Linked DNA regions of Ovis canadensis: region 2 is linked to region 1. A link is a contact called in public Hi-C data. All regions are on one chromosome and are shown on one strand. The core of a region is the stretch at or near the end of the contact, and the rest is flanking DNA. Distances in the headings are between cores, read along the strand shown.

Region 1 (5,246 bases), core at 1,359-3,858:
GGCCAGCCTGGAGACGGGGCTCCCAGTACATGGGGCTGTGGCCTGGGGTTTTTCACAGCCATCAACCTCGACCACCAGGAAGCTCAGACAGTCTTGTGTCCCCAGGACACCTAGGGCCTTGAGATGGTGTAGCCTGGCTGCATGGGACAGATGGATGTGTCCATGGATCCCTGGGACTGGTGGCCTGTGTGGACCCCAGGGTGGCCCAGCAAGGTTCTTATGACCTCCTAGGGGCATTGCAGCCCTAGCTGGGCTCCTCTCTCCGTGAGCCGGGTAGGAATCTCGTCCTGCCCTTGACTACACAGTTAGAGTTGGATATCCAAGTCCTGCCTGGCCCGCAGGGGTTGGGGGTGTTGGTCATCACAGCCCGTGGGAGGAGTAGCCACCCGCCCCCAGGGCTCCAGTCATTCTGGGCCCGTCATGCAGCACAGGTGTTCCTGGAGCATTTGTCACAGACCTGGTGTCCAGAGGCCCTGGGCTGCCCCCATGAGCAGCACAGAGCTGCCCTGGGGCAACTCTCCAGTCTAGCTGGGGCGGCCAAGATGCTGGGTCTGGTAGCAGAGCCCTGCTGACTGGACAGTCACCCACCTCCTGGCCCCCTGGCATCTCTCTGTTCCTGAGGGTCTCCCACAGCCCTGGTGCCAGGACCCTCATTCAACTGCCTCTAGTCCTGGCCTCCTGTGTCAGTGGGTGCCATGGGCCTGGCGGATTCCCCAGGTGGGAAGACCCCAAACACAGACTCCCCTCCCACCTCGTCAGCCTTCTTGGAGCCGAGTCTTCCTGTCCCCCGCGTCCAAGCCCCTTCCCATCCGTGCAGCCTCCTGTCCTTGGGGCTTGGCATGGAGATTGGAGAGGGACACAGGAAATGCCTCCTTCCTTCCAAGGACTGCTCCAGCTGCAAGTGCAGGGGCTGGGAGAGGGGCGCGGGTGTGGAGAGCTGTCTTCCCTGCATCCCCTGTCTCCTCGCTGAGGCCACCCCGCACCCTCACCCTGCACACATGGGATGCCCTGCCAGGAGGGCGAGGCCGGAGGATAGCGGGCTCCTCCTGTCCTCCTAGGAGCTGTATCTCCTCTTCCTGTGTTCAGGGGGGTTGATTCAGTGGTGATGCTCCCGTGGCCTTGCTGTTGAAGAGACACATTAGCGGCCGGGGTGGAGCCCGCTTCTGTGTGGGCGGACGTCCCTTCTCCAGGAGGCCCTCAGATCACCGTCACCGAGGCGGGGCTGGTGTCCCAGTGTTGGCAGCAGGAGCCTGGCTGCTCTGCCCACATGTGTCTGAGCCCCAGAACAGCCCTGGCCTGCAGACAGGAGATTGTGTTCCCTGACAGCAGACGGCGCACCTTTGGTGAAGGTGAACCCACCTACAGACAGCAGTGAACACAGGCCGCAGCGTGGCGGTTGGAAACTCAGACAGGAGGCCCCAGTCTTCCTAATTAGATAATGTGAACTCAGGTCTCAGGTCAGTGAGGGTCAGAGACAGGTTGGGTTGGGGGCTGGGCCATGGGCTTCGGTTTCTCTGCCGCAGTGAGCGGACCAGGCCTGGGCGAGGGGCAACTCACCAGCTCTAAAGGTGGCTCCAGCCCTCCGCCCTTAAGGGCCAGATCGGGCCTGCGAAGGACTGCGGGTCCTCTCTCCTCCCCCTACTCACACACCCAGGAGAAGGCGCCAGAAGGCCCTGTCCTTGCTCCCCACCCAGGCTTCAGGCACACCCCTCCTTCCCCATGGGTTCTGTGGCTTCACACAGCGAGGGGAGGGGGCCCGGCAGGGCGTGTGGCAGTGAGGCGACATTGCTGGGTGTGGCGGGGGTCAGGGCCCCCGGTGCAGCTGTGTCGCCCGGCCGCTGGCCTGGCAGCGCTAGGAGAACCTTGCGCCTGGGCCCTGGCCTCCTGCACCTGCCACGCCCTGTCCCCCTCCATTTGCTGGGATGATCCACAGGAAGGGGGATTGTCAGGGGTTTCTGGCCTTTGACCAGCTCACCAGTGGCAGGGGTCCTGCTGCTGAGGGTCAGCTGTGGATGGCGTGGTTCCTGCTGTGGATGGACGTGTGTGGTTAGTGACCCCAGTGCTCTCTGCTCTGAGGCAGCAGAACCTGTGTCCCCTGCTTCTCAGATGAAAAATAGGTGTGTGTTCTGCAGCCTTGTCCCATGCTCACCTTGTTGACTTGTCCTGGCTCTCCTGGGCCCGGCGTGGCCCACGCAGCCCCTTCCCCACCCCAGCCTATCTCCCAGGCAGTGATGAACCGTGGACAGGAAGGGTCAGGTCCCCTTGGAGACCCTCATCCAAATGTGAAAGTGACATGGTGTGCTTCACGCGATGTGTCCTGCACTTTCCTCGGGACTCACTCTGGTGGCCCTGCCTTCCTGGGAGCTGGTCGGCGCCAACCACAGGCCTGTGGATTCTCAGCTTTGTCTCCACGTGAGCTGTCTTCCAGCAGGCACTCCGGGAACGTGCCAGGGACACACCTGTGGTGACTTCCCCGGTCCCTCGCCAGCCTCAGTGCCTCAGCCCGGAAGCAGAGGCAGCCACTGCGCCAGCTCTGAGCTGCTCCCGAGGCCGGGCAGCGCCACTGTCCACCACGCTGGCTCGGGTGCTGGGCTCAGTGTTGTGTCGGTTTCTATGGAGAGAAAACAACCAGGGCTGCCGCCCCTGTGAGAGGGAGGGGTGGGGACCGAGGAAGCAAAACAGACCCAGCTGGGTGGGCGGGGCTGCCTGCATGGGCGGGACCTTCTGGTCACTTCCTGGCCGGGAAGCTGGCGAGAAAGCGTTCTGTCCCTTGAGCTGGCCGCTGAGGCCAGGACGCTCTCAAGATCCAGGCTGGGCCTTGTCAGCTTTCTCTGCACATGCCATGCCCAGAGAAGGAGGAGCTGCCTCTGGGGGCCCTTCAGGCTGCTGCAGAGTCGGGGACAGCTCCCCCGGGACCCCTCCCGCTGGCAGGAAGGGCCACAAAGGCTCTGGCCCTGTTGTGGATGACCGCCAGGTCCAGTGTGTCTTCCCTTCTGCCCACGCCATCCGCTGCCCCCACCGCCCACACCTGCCCTTCCGTAGCCTCCTCAGCACTGGGTCCCCTGCTTTTCTCTATGCTGCTTGCAGGCGTGGTTGAGGGGCCAAGCTGCACATCCCCCACCTTGCTGTGTGTCTCCTGCTGGGTCAAGTTCCCCTCCCTTCCCCCAGGAGGCCTGCAACCAGAGGAGGAGAGGTGGGGGCAGACACCTGCCTGACAGGCCACACCCACCCAGGGGCTGTGGTCACTGTGGCCGAAAGTGGGGTGGGTGCTCCACGCGGGTCCTCTGACTCCATCTCTGTCCATGGTCAGCGTGGACTGGGGATTTGAGGGCCCATGTGTGTGTGCTTTCCTGGACAAAAGCATCCCCAACAGTAAAAAGAAGGGACTTGTTTTGTTGTTTGAACTGGTAGTACAGAAAGCCCTTTGGCTCTGTGTTGTGTTTGGGCCGCGGTGGGCGGCCTGCGTGGTGTGTCGTGTGTTGTGGTTCAGACGCCTGGGGTTTCTGCCGGCTTGAGCCACCTCCACCATGAGTTTCCATCTCCTCACCGTCACCAGCCCTCTGCTTGCACTTGGGGTACGTTAACAGATGGGCTTTTAAAACTCTTCTTTTGGAGGATCTTTTTTCTTACCAGGTTGGAAAGCAGTTTCCAAGTTCCCTCGCAAGGCTGCGCTCCACAGCTGGGGGAGCCCTTGACCCTGGGTCCCTGAGGACCGTGAGCAGCCGTTGCTGGGTCTCTGCAGTCACACACTTGGCAGGTTCAGGTGACCATGTGTCTTGTGGATTCTGGCTGGCTATGTAACTCGGCTTTTGTCTGGGAAGCAGAAAGAAGGGCTAAAATCTCTGACAGACTTGTCTTGGGGGTTTTTGTGGCTAATTAACGCCATTTCAAATAAAGGAAAATAAGATGTTTTAAGTTCTGCCGTTCCTTAGAGCCGTAGAACGCTCCAAATCCTACCGTTCCTCTTTGCTCTGTGCAATGCAGATGGGCGCGTCTGAGGTGTGCGTGGGGAGCTGCAGCGGCTCTCGAGTTCTGTCCTTGCTTTGCGGGCGCGGGGCCTCCACAGCTCCTTCTGCCACCCTCTGAGGAGCGGAGGGCGGGACGACGAGAACCTGGGAGCCTGGCTTTCCTCCAGGCTGGTCTCCTTCCCCCCACGTGAGTGTGAGAGGCCAGGATGCCCTGCTCGGCTGGGGTGGGGGGCGAGTGGCCCTCTCTGTCTGAAGGAAAGCCCATCCCCTTGGGATCTCGTGCTGTCCCACTCTCTGCCCACACTCTCTTCCCGTTGGACTTCATCTACCGAGAATCTGTTCAGAGTTGACCCCAGCCAGGTGTTGACCGTCGTGTGACCTGGGATCCAGCCCCAGTGTCCATACTCAGGTTAGAAAGGGTCTTGGGAGGGCCTCCTTATCCACCCGCCTTCTGCCCAGGGGCGCTATGGGAGTCTGGTGTCAGGCTCCAGTGGGCCAGGCAGAGCCCCGTTCTGTGTGGAGATGGGCCTCGTGTGGCCTTTGGGTGGACACCACATATAGGTGTTTTTGCTTAGACTCTGAAGACGGGGAGCGTGTTCCCTGGACAGGAGAAATCCTGATGTGGAGAGAAACAGGGATCACCCGAAATGGGCGGTTCGGACGCTGAGAACATTGTTAGCGGGCTGTCCGCCTGAGGATGGCGCAGGCTCTGTGACCTGTGAGGTAGACAGGTCTGCCCCCATGGACTTGAGGTGCTGGAAAGTGGGGCCTGAGCGAGGGGCTCCCCTCAGTGGGTTGGGGTGTGGGATGGTGGACCTTGCCCACACGGGGCCTCCCGGGGCACAGGGAGCCTGGCTAGCTGGAGTGAGGGGGTCGTTGGAGAGCAAGGCTCCCCATCTCTCGCTCCTACTGTGTCTTGGAGGCCCCCGCCAGCTCCTGCACGGTCAGAAGGTCTGGTCAGCAGATCTGTTTCCCTCTGGCCTCTCAGGATGCACTGAGCTGGGGGCTCAGGGTTCATTGAGTGCCCTCTCCCAGCACCAGGTCTCCTTTCTGGAGTAGTGCTTGTGCGACAGTAAACAATGTGGGAGTCACACCTGCCAGCTCAAAGGTCAGGGCATGCTTGACCAGTAGGGGTCATGTCAGTGTCCCCAGGACACAGATGGTGGCCGGGATCTGGGCATGGAGCTCTTGGTCCTCCAACCTCCGCCACAGAACCGACCAGCCCCTGCACTGTGTCACCTCCTCCCATCACACAGGAACGGACTTGGTGCTGCCCAC
Region 2 (5,246 bases), core at 845-3,344, 38 kb before region 1:
TCTCCAATGGGGAGTCAGGAGCAGTAAGGTCCAAGCTGAAGGTCACACAGGCTGAAGTGGGTGGGCCCTCTCACCTCTGCCCAACACTGTGGGCCCCCCATGTGTCCTCCAGTGTCTGGGCCAGCTTGGGTGCCCCGGTCCTTTGGAAGAAAAGTCGCCACTGCCTAGCTGGGCTGGACTGTCCCTCTGCCCTTGAGTTAAGCACAACCAGAACTGTCTTCTAGATCTCAAGTCCCCAGCTCCCAGGACTCTGCTAGACACTGTTTCCTCTGGGGGCCGCCCGGTCAGCCTGTCCAACCTCAGGCCCTTGTCTTGTCCCACCCAGCGCTTTCTGGTCTGTCTGTCCTTCGTGATAGAGCCAGGGTGCAGAAGAATGGACAGTGTGATCTCACACTGGCCCTGCCCTGGGTGCCCTGCAGATGTAAAATGGCTCTTTGAGCCTGGGAGCTGTCGGGTAAGGGTAGGGCCAGCGTGCTCGGGGCACGCAGGCAGGAGCCAGGTTCCTGAGAAGCCCCGGCCTCATGGTAACCTGGACGCAAGCCCTGCCCTGGAACTGGCGGTGGGCGCACAAAGTGGCTGTGTGGGGGACCATCGAGCAGGGTCGTGGGGTGGTCGGCCCTGCAGCCAGTCATCCTTTGGGGGTTGCTGTGTCGCGCCTGCATTGCTCGGGGGGACCCCCAGAACAGTCTGCACGGTGCCTGTCTCCCGTGTGGGGTCTCTGGGGTGTTGCCATCCTGTAGTAACCCACGTCGTCTGGCTCGGTGTCCTAGTCCTGCGTGGGACTTGGGTCATATTGCCCCGTCACGTGCGTGGGGACCCGGGGGGCTGGGCCGGGAGGCGTGCGGTAGAGGGTGCGCCGGCCCCATCCGTCCGCCCCTCAGCTGGTTTGCGGTTGTGGTGGGGGGGCCCTGTGTGGGTTTCTGGGCTCTGGCGGCGACACGGCGGCTGGACGGGCGCCTTCGCAGCCGCGCAGGAAACAGCCTCCACCGGATGGGGGGCCCGGGGCGCAGCCACCGCCCCCGCCGAGCGGCCTTCCGGCGAGCGGGCCCGAACGGAGCCGAACGGAGCTGAGTCCCGGACGGGCGGGGCCGAGAGTAGCCGAGCGAAGCCGAGTCGCGGGCGGGCAGGCCCGAGACCAGCCGAGCGGATCCGAGTCCCGGGCCGGAGGGCGGACTCGAATGCGGCCGAGTGAGGCGGAGCGCCGAGTGCGGGCGGGGGGAGCGCGCGTTCCTGGAAGAGCCTGGCCGGGGGGGCGGCGGGCGCATTCCTGGCTGGCGCTCGGCTGAGGCCGACGCGCGGCCCCAGACGACGCTCGGGGCGGGGCGGTGGCGCGGGGCGGGGCGGGACGCGGGGCGGGGCGGCGGCGTGAGCTCAGCGCCGGGCGCTCAGTCCGAGCTGGAGCGAGCCGCCGGGAGGATGTGCGCCGAGCCCCGCGCCGCCGCCGCCGCCGCGGTCTGAGGCCGCCCCACAGGCGCTCCGCCGCCCCGGAAGCCGCGTGCGCGGGCGGGCGGGCGGGTGGGCAGGCCGCGGAGCCGGGCGCGGGCGGCGGGGTGGGTGCGGGCCGGGCCGGGAGGCCGGCGGCGGGCGCAACGCGGCCGGCCAGCGCCGCCGGGACGAGCCGGGCGGGCGCCGCGCGGTGGGAGGAGCGGGGCGGCGGCGGCGCGCCGCGCGAGGACGGCCCGGCGGGCCCCGCGCCCGCGCCCCCGCTCCTCCCGGGCCCCTCGGCCTCGGCCGCCGCGGCGATTCGCGCCTCGCGGCGCCGGCACCTGCCCGCGCGCCCCCCGCGAGCCCCGGGCCCGCGAGCGTTGGCGTTGGCGTTGGCGGCGCGCGCTGGGGCATGCCCCGCGCCTAGGGCCCGGGGGGCGCGCGGGGGGCGCGCGGGGGGCCCGGGCGGCGGCGGGCGCGGCGCGGGGCGCGTGGATGTGGCGCCGGGCCCGGGCGGCGGCGGCGGGCTCCAGCGGCGGGACCCCTTCGCCCCGCCCGCCTTCCCCTTCGGGCCCCCGGGCGAGGCCGAGGCCGCGGCCGTGATCGGCCGGGAGCCGGCGGCGGGGGGCGGCCGGGGCCGGGGCCGGGGGCGCCGCCGGGGCGCGCGGGGCGGCGGCGGGGGCCGCGGGGGCCCGGGCACGCGGGAGCGGGAGCGGCCTGGGGAGCCGGAGCGCACCATGGAGGCGGCGGCGGGCGGCCGCGGCGGCTTCCAACCGCACCCGGGGCTGCAGAAGACGCTGGAGCAGTTCCACCTCAGCTCCATGAGCTCGCTGGGCGGCCCGGCCGCCTTCTCGGCGCGCTGGGCGCAGGAGGCCTACAAGAAGGAGAGCGCCAAGGAGGCGGGCGCGGCCGCGGTGCCGGCGCCGGTGCCCGCGGCCGCCGAACCCCCGCCGGTGCTGCACCTGCCCGCCATCCAGCCGCCGCCGCCCGTGCTACCCGGGCCCTTCTTCATGCCGTCCGACCGCTCCACGGAGCGCTGCGAGACCGTGCTGGAGGGCGAGACCATCTCGTGCTTCGTGGTGGGCGGCGAGAAGCGGCTGTGTCTGCCGCAGATCCTCAACTCCGTGCTGCGCGACTTCTCGCTGCAACAGATCAACTCGGTGTGCGACGAGCTTCACATCTACTGCTCGCGCTGCACGGCCGACCAGCTGGAGATCCTCAAAGTCATGGGCATCCTGCCCTTCTCGGCGCCCTCGTGCGGGCTCATCACCAAGACGGACGCCGAGCGCCTGTGCAACGCGCTGCTGTACGGCGGCGCCTACCCGCCGCCCTGCAAGAAGGAGCTGGCGGCCAGCCTGGCGCTGGGCCTGGAGCTCAGCGAGCGCAGTGTGCGTGTGTACCACGAGTGCTTCGGCAAGTGCAAGGGGCTGCTGGTGCCCGAGCTCTACAGCAGCCCGAGCGCCGCCTGCATCCAGTGCCTCGACTGCCGCCTCATGTACCCGCCGCACAAGTTCGTGGTGCACTCGCACAAGGCCCTGGAAAACCGGACCTGCCACTGGGGCTTCGACTCGGCCAACTGGCGGGCCTACATCCTGCTCAGTCAGGACTACACGGGCAAGGAGGAGCAGGCGCGTCTCGGCCGCTGTCTGGACGACGTCAAGGAGAAGTTTGACTATGGCAACAAGTACAAGCGGCGGGTGCCCCGGGTGAGTGTCCCGTGGCAGCCGTGCCTGGGGAGTGGGAGTGGGACCTGGAGAGGGCGGGGTGCCCTTCTGGGTCGGGGGTCTCAGCCTCCCCCACACGTTTCAGGGCTAGGTTTTGTTTTGTGGAAACTTGGGGGCGTTGTTGGTGTCCGCATAGACTGCTCCGTATCGGAGGAAGGTCCTTTGGTCTGACTCCTAGGACTAGCTCCTTGCCTGGTTGGGAGCCTGGGAGGCAGGCCTGTTGGGCGGGTGAAGCCCTCCTGAGGCCCACAGCTGTTGCCCAGCTGGGTCGGGAGGGGCAGGCCTCTTTTGCCCTTAGTCCCAGGAAGTTTGATCCTGGCCGGTTTCAGTCTGGAGCCTCCAGCCCAGGCCTTCCTGGGGACCAGGGGGGTGTCCAGGCTGAGTGGGGGGCAGGGAACCACCCTGGCCTTCCCACTCCTGGGCTGGCACACAGAGGGGCGCCTGCCCATGTCCCCAGCAGGAGGAACTTGGCTGGGCAGGGCCTGTTTGTGCCTTGAAGTCTTGGGAGACAGACTCCAAAGCGAAGCCAGGTGTCTGGGCTGTGGTGGCCGGGGGCCGAGACTCGGCGACTCCAGCTTTGTGTGTGTGCCTGGCCTGCCAGAGAGTGAGTCTCGGAGTCCCCCGTGTGGGGGCGAGGGCCACTTGGCACCGGGCTCGGGGACTGGTCAGCGGGCGCCTGAGGCTCTGAGCGTGAGGGGAGCCACTGGCCTGCGGTTTGTTTTGGATGTGCACGTTTTCTTCTGTCCTTTCCTCTGAGACGCAAAGGGCGAGGTGGGGAGGGCTGCTGGCCTGGGGTCTGTTGTTTGTTCGCTAGATGGTGGATCCGTGTGATCCAGCCTGGCAGCTCCTGGCCACTCACTGGGGTCCACACCAGCTTTGCATGGCACCTCCCACCTCCCCAAGTATTTGTAACTTTTCTTTTGAGTATCCAGGCTTATTAAATTGCACACACAGAATGCTGCACTGGCTCTGCTATTCTTGGGAGGCCTAATTAATTCAGCTATTGCATCAAACTTTTTTTTCCGAATCTGTGAATAGATGTTCCCGCCCGGTTTTCTCTGGGCGCCCCTCCAGCGGAGTGTCAGAGTCTCCGGGAGCGGAGGAGGGGAGGGGAAGCCAGGCCTGTCGCCTGCGCTCGGGAGGCCCATGTGCGCTCGTGGATGTGCTGGTGTTCCTGCCCTCAGCTCGGCTGGCGCCCAGGTGGCAGCTGTCCGCAGACCAGGGCTGGGATTGGGTGGGAGGAACGGTCTGAGTGGGCATTGTGGGTGGGGGAGGGTGCCGGTGGCAGGTCCCAGCAGGCTGATCGGGCCCCTCTTTTCAGACTGGGAGCTGGCCGTGCGTGGCATGAGGGGTGTTCCCAGTGAACTGGGGGCCTCTCTGTTTGGGGTGCCTGCTCCCTCCATAGCCATCATGGCCCGAGGGCACCCCGTGTGCAGGATTGTGGTGGGTTCTGGCTGCCTGGATAAGCCTGTGGTTGAAAGGCTGTGGCAGGTCACTTAATGCAGGGTGGACAGGAGACGGTCTTGTCTGCAGGGTGTGTCTGTGTTTGTGTCCGAATCTGGGTCATGTGTGTTTGTGGTTGTCTTCCTGGGGTTGGCTGTGGCAGCTGCAGGCCCAGGCCTTGGCTCCCTTGCTGAAGGCCCTGCTGTTCTGAACATGAGTGTCTATAGGCTCAGGGAATGCCTGGCCTCAGCTTGTGGGCCCAGACACTGCCAGGTGAGTGGGCAAGACGGCCCCCTGAGCTGCGGCCTCAGAGAGGGGGCCAGAGCGAGCTTTGGAGTCTGGTGATTCCCCAGATGGTCAGCGCCACCCTTTCCTTTTGTGCCCCCCCCAGCGCTGCTTAGAGCTCTCATTGGTTCAGAAAGCTCCCCCGGGGATGCTGATGGTGATGTGATCATCCTGAGAGGTTGGGGTCTCCAGGCTGTGTGTCAGTACCACGTGCCGTCACAGTGGAGTCTGGGCTGGTGGTCCCGTGTGCCCCCGTCCAGGCCTCAGCTGTGCCACGATCCATGCTGGCTCCTGTGCTCTCCTGTCGCCCCCAGCTCAGTTATCCTGTTCTCTGGCCTCTGCCCATGGCTTTGGCTCTGTGACCGTGCA

Evidence for each region. A called contact is a pair of places that touch in the nucleus more often than the background predicts.
Region 2: a Hi-C map of fibroblasts shows a contact between it and region 1, with 1.7 times the contacts expected there. The contact joins the promoter of SKI here to the enhancer-like site in region 1. A contact is called at or near these places in 2 of 2 Hi-C or Micro-C datasets (fibroblasts and lung).

What each region holds. Positions count from the first base shown.
Region 1 is chr12:61,078,568-61,083,813 of ARS-UI_OviCan_v2, reverse strand. All of the region lies in intron 1 of SKI (SKI proto-oncogene), which reads left to right. Among named protein-coding and RNA genes, the nearest start is that of SKI, 38 kb to the left of the region's middle. Within about 2 kb of position 2,608, the one cell type or tissue checked has open chromatin away from gene starts, as enhancers often do. A contact at or near this core is called in fibroblasts, where this site is marked.
Region 2 is chr12:61,116,006-61,121,251 of ARS-UI_OviCan_v2, reverse strand. SKI (SKI proto-oncogene) reads left to right here and starts at 2,094. Exons shown (of 7, transcript XM_069544883.1): 1 at 2,094-3,131. The coding sequence starts at 2,163.